Regions from separate parts of the Mus musculus genome. Here region 1 is linked to region 2. Evidence: chromatin contacts called from public promoter capture Hi-C data. All regions are on one chromosome and are shown on one strand. Each heading gives the region's core, a stretch centred on a gene start, on an enhancer-like site or on the middle of the called end of the contact. The rest is flanking DNA. Distances are from core to core; before and after follow the strand shown.

The links. Promoter capture Hi-C pulls out the DNA fragments that hold promoters and counts their contacts.
Region 1: a contact with region 2 is called in a promoter capture Hi-C map of hippocampal neurons, with 2.6 times the contacts expected there. The contact joins the promoter of Auh here to the enhancer-like site in region 2. A contact is called at or near these places in 4 of 39 promoter capture datasets (the C10 cell line, hippocampal neurons, neutrophils and 1 more), 1 of 484 Hi-C or Micro-C datasets (pre-B cells) and 1 of 115 datasets of contacts at active chromatin or transcription factors (astrocytes).

The regions. Positions count from the first base shown.
Region 1 is chr13:52,928,386-52,931,085 of GRCm38.p6, reverse strand. It overlaps Auh (AU RNA binding protein/enoyl-coenzyme A hydratase), which reads left to right and starts at 1,409. Exons shown (of 10, transcript NM_016709.2): 1 at 1,409-1,631. The coding sequence starts at 1,445.
Region 2 is chr13:52,258,048-52,260,747 of GRCm38.p6, reverse strand. No RefSeq gene overlaps it. Among named protein-coding and RNA genes, the nearest start is that of Gm33116, 26 kb to the right of the region's middle. Within about 2 kb of position 1,432, at least 13 of the 459 cell types and tissues checked have an H3K27ac peak or open chromatin away from gene starts, as enhancers often do. A contact at or near this core is called in hippocampal neurons, where this site is marked.

The sequences.
Region 1 (2,700 bases), core at 160-2,659, 670 kb before region 2:
ATTAGAAGCCACCATGCTGGCTGGCTTTCATCCTTAATCAAGTGCTCTCTCTCCCTACTCCCTCTTCCTCTTGCTCCTTTCTCCTCCCTTCTCCCCCCACCCCTATCTCTCCCACTAGTTGGCCTCCCTTTTACCCCGACACCTCCTTTCTGCCTAGAAATTTCAAAACTAAGTTGGAGAAACAGTAACAGTAACAATCTCAACGCTTAGCGAAAGGAACATTGCGATTAGAAAAAAAGACACAATGTAACTTTCAAGAGCAACAACCTCCCCAGCGAGCAGACACTCAGGATTCCACTGGCTCTCTTCCGTTTGGACCAAAGCCAGCAGGCAGAACACCGAAGGGACATGTGCTTCGGACGTTGAAGGTAATTATACAGAATCTCTTTTTCTTTCTTTTTAAAATAGTGATTTCTTTTTCTGGGCTTTAGTGGTCTGCCTGCTTGTTTGCGTGAGGGTGCCAGATCCTCTGGAACTTGATTTACAGACAACTTTGTGCTGCCATGCAGGTGTGGGGAATTGAACTTGGGGGTCCTCCGGAAGAGCAGCAAGTGCTCTTTACCACTGAGCCATCTCTCTAGTCCTTATACCGGAATTTATATGGCCAGAGTGTAATTTGCTTGTCTGGAAGGACAGGGAATACTCTAAGGAGACATTCTATCTCTTCCTTTAGATTCAGACTAGGAAGGCTCGCTCCTCAGGGAACTGGAAAACCTCCACTCCCAACCCCCCCCCCGCCCCCCCCCCCAGTGGAGAAGGAAAAGCTTAAATTTCTCACAGATAGTGCTGGGTCAAAGATGAAAGGGACCACACATTAACTTGGGCCTGGCTATGCATGATTTTGGTTCTCTACTTCAACTTGTGTGAGGCTTCTGTCTAAAGATAAGTTCCTCCTCTGACTGGTCCTAAACTTCCCCATCTTCACCTGGGATTCAGGGAAGAGAGGAGGGAGTCCCCACTGTTTTTTTTTTTTTTTTTTTCTTTTTGAGACAGGGTTTCTCTGTCTCTGTCAGACCAGGCTGGCCTCTGCCTCCCAAGTGCTGGGACTAAAGGTGTGTGCCACCACCGCCAGGTGGGAGTCCCCACTGTTAAAGACCTTGTGGATTTTAACAATCTGATGATACACAGAGGAGGGGAACAAGGGTCTGTCTTTCGAGTATCTTCCTTCCTTCCGGGATGGTCAGTCACAAGCCTACTATGGACCAAGTGCATGGAGGCAAGACCCTCTTGTCCTCTTCATTTAAGCGTTTCCACACTTTAAAGATGCCTCTCCTTCTCTGAGCTGGCAAAACATTAATGCTACCCGGGCGGCCGAGGTAAAGAGTGCCTGGGAGGGGCCAGACAACGAGGGGCGGGGCCAAAGCGACCGACGCCTGTCGTGTGCGTGCGCGGCTCCAAGCGGGGGGCGGAGCCTGGCCGCGGGCGCCCGCTGTAAACATACAACATGGCGGCGGCGGCTCCAGGCGCTCTGGGCGCCTTGAGAACGGTTGGCGTCCGCCTGGTGGCCGCGTGCTGCGCGCGGCTCGGCCCCGCGGCCTGGGCTAGGGGTACCGCCCCGAGGAGGGGCTACAGCTCGGAGGTGAAGACGGAGGATGAGTTGCGCGTGCGGCACCTGGAGGAGGAGAACCGAGGTGAGCTGCAGGCAAGCGCGGGCGAGGCCGCGGAGGTCTGCCCCGGCTGTCACTGCGTCCCCGAGGGTACGGTGGCCTTCCGGGTTCAGCCTGCTCAGTGATGATGCTCGCGCCTGGGGTCTCTCCAGCCAAGGTCAATGCGGAGCGTGTAGTACAGGGCCAGGGTTGCTTCTTGCTGTGTAATAGCTCCCTGCTACCCCAGGCGTCAGTGCGAGAGTTGTAGGAGCTGCAGCGGGGATGCCTTTTTATTACTCGAGAGAAGCTTAAATTAGAAGCATTCTTTTGCACATATTATCTCGGAGAGTTAGTTTTGGGGGGCTGTTGCACTTCACTTAAAGAATTTTGAACGCTTTTTAAATTTTTTGCCTTGCTGAGCTCCGTGGGGGGTAAATAATGAGGCTATTCATCTTGCCCTTGGGCTGATTACAGTGGGAGGAGACAGATATATTAGTGCATGGCAAAGGGTGGAAAGCTATGAAAAGGTAAGATGCAGAGGAATATTGAGTTTCCTTTAGTTGCAGTGTCGGCTTAACTATAGTGATTGAGAAGGTGGAAGAACGTATTGCCCAAGAAGGAAGAGAGGACCACTGAATGCATTTTGACATCCATTTATTGGATGCTGGAATCTGTTAAGAAGTGGAAAATAAGTCAGTATGGCTGTCTTTTTAGAAGCTCTCCTGTGTATTGAAGGTCAGATGACGCTTGCTTCAAGGCTTGTTGAGAACCCCGAAATGCCTGCAGGGTTTATCTCTCACTGTTATAACCTAGGCTGCCCTGGAAGTTAAGATCCCCAGATTTAAGAGTGCTGGGATCACAGGGCTGAACCACAGTGTCTACTCCAAGGCATTCTGTAGGCAACACGAGACTGACAGTTCTGACGCAAAGTTCCCTGTGCTCCACCCATCGAATATATCAAGCAGAATGATAGGCACTCCATGAGGTGGTTGTGGAGATGGGAAGGATACTGTGTATTGAGGGTTGAGCAGCCTCTGCAGGGCGCTCAGAAGTATGCGGAGTCATTTTGTTTCTTGCACGTTCAAGCCTTCTGAGACAGCGGAATGGTCAAAAT
Region 2 (2,700 bases), core at 183-2,682:
CTCATTTCCCACAGATACAAAAACTTCAGTTGGCATATGATCTTAGGCCTCTTGTAAAAACATGTGAACTCTCAAGTGTTATTCGAAAGAACTAAAGTCTTCCCCTGTAGGTGGCAACTGTGATAATGTTGATTTATAGTGTGTGTGTGGGAGGGGGAGAAACACACACACACACACACACCAAGTGCAATGAATTTGCACCTTGGTATGTGCAAAACAAGGATAGACACAGGAAAGAAATGCAAGCAGAGAAAGTTGTATTAGCCACGGCAGGCAAGCAAGCACAGAAGTGAGCTCTGATAGTGTTTGCTCTTGAACGAAGACAGGCTGGAGGCTCTGTTCAGGAAGACCGTTCACGTAGGAAGTGTTCCGGGGAAGGATACGTGCCTGTGCATGCTCGGTTGAAGACTTGCTCAGCATGGCGCCATCTTTTAAGAAGGAAGGATGACAGACACATTTGGTGACATGCTTAGCTCAAGGTCGTGGAGCACATATTTGTAAGGCTCACATGAGGGGCATGAACCCTTCTGGGCATGCTCACTTTGTGTAGTAGTTCCATCTGGAAAAAAGGAAAGACTCGATGGATGTGTGTCCACTAGAACTTTGCCTCTAAAGGTGCTGGCTCATGTAGAAGCTAAGAAAACTACTTGAAAACACAGATAACTCGCTACTTACCAATCAGATGTAGCAACCTCCCAACTTCTGGGAGTGTGAACTGTTAGGAGAATGCATCACAGAGAAAAGCAGAGAGTAAAAGCTTTTGGAGTCATCGCTTGTCCCATCCCTTCCATCTCAATGTTAAGTCTCAGATCAGCCTCTAACAGGGCCATGTAGTTTGTTTTAACTGCCAACTTGATACAACCCAGAATCACTTGTGACCGAGTCTTTACTAAAGAAACTTGTAGATCAGGTTGGCCTGTGAGGTTGACTTTGGGGAACTATTTCAACTTTTAATTAATGTGGGAAGACTTGTGAACAGTACCACTCCTTGCGTGGGGGTTCCTAGACTATATAAAATGACACTCACTAGGTGACAGCAGATGAGCAGACAGGCAAGCAAGGACACGTGGGTTTGCTCTCTCTTCTCTTGACCGTGGATGTGAAGCTATAAGTCTGTACCTTATTTGCCTTCCCTACAGTCGAGGCCTGTGACCCAGTGTTACAAGTCAAATGACTTCTTTCTCCCCCAGTCACATTTCTTAGAGTGTTTGCCTCAGCAACAGACCTGGAACGGGAACAAAGGTCTTCACTCCTTGTTTCTCCAGCTGCCACCTGGGCCTGTCACAATCAGAGAGCAAACCTGTGGTGTTCTATGGCGACAGAGACTAGGGGGATGCTGGGAGACGTCTAAGCACAGGCTGGTCCTGCTGCCTACTAAGCTCTGGCAGCGGCTCTCCATGCTCCCAGTGCAGCTTTCAAGCATCCATCTGAAGCTGAAGGCACAGAAGTTAAAATTTACAGCATGGAAAAACAGGGCAGAGAGGCAATTCTTTTGCCAGAGTCTGGTAGGCATTTCTACTAACTCAGATGCCAGTATTTCTCCACTTGGAAATAAATCAGAGTCTCGTGGGAGATCATAAACACTGCTTCCCACCTCCAAGGCAGCTCTAATTTGTAGCTGAGCGAGCAGTACAAGCCCAGGTAAATGGCCCTTGGCTGGGCCTTATGAAAAGTCGGTGTGGAAGTTTAAAAGAAAAAAACAAAACCAGCATATCATCCATCATTACCAGCAAAGACAAAAAGCAAAGCGACCCACCTTCCTTCCAGAGTATCAACAGCCTGGTGCAGTAGCGGGAGGTCCTCGGCCTGACCTGATGCTCATCTTAGCTGCTACCCCATTCCCCCAACACTTGCCTAAAGTCTCCATCACTATCAGCTCGGTGTTCATACGCAATCTGCACCAGGCAGGAGGTGGCTATTGATACGGTTAGGGATTGCCTTGAGCAAATAGCAGACAGGAAGCCACTTGAGGCAGAGAAGACTTCCTTATTTTAGCTCACGGTTTGAGGGGTTACAGACCTCCATCGAGCTGGGAATGGCTTGGCCACAGGTGACCCTGTGTTCAACCGGAACTCCCCACCTCCTATCTGGTGGGTCGGGAAATGGAGAACAGACTATAGGAACTGTGGCCAGACTAGAAACACTCAAGACCCGTTTGCTATAACCCACTTCCTCCTCCAGCGAGGCTCTACTTCCTAAGGGTTCCACAAATAGCGTGAGGGACCAAGTGTCCAACACAGGAGCCTGTAAGGGGCATTTCTAAGTTCACAACAACAGGGTAGGCAGGAAGTGTTGCAGAGCTCCTCCGGAAATGCAGTCTGCCTGGCCCCAGCCCCCAGGTGCAAGGCTACTAGATGAAAGGCTTGCTTGGGGTATAACACATAATTCATGCAAAAAAACAAAAAACAAAACAAAACAAAATAACCAAAACCTCCCTGGTGCCTCAGGCAATGGTACAAGGGGAACCAAAATTTGAGGTTTTTCTAGGAAAACCAAGGAGATGGAGATAGGGTGATTGCTGGAACTCTATGACCAGCCACTTAGCCTGCCTGGTGAGTTCCGGGATACTGAGAGACCTTGTCTCAGAACACAAGGTTGGTGACTCCCTTTTTCAACAGCTCTCGAGGGCAACCTGTGTCCTCCACACACATGCACACACAAAAGTTCATGGGCACTCCCCCCCCCCCTGCCCCATGACAG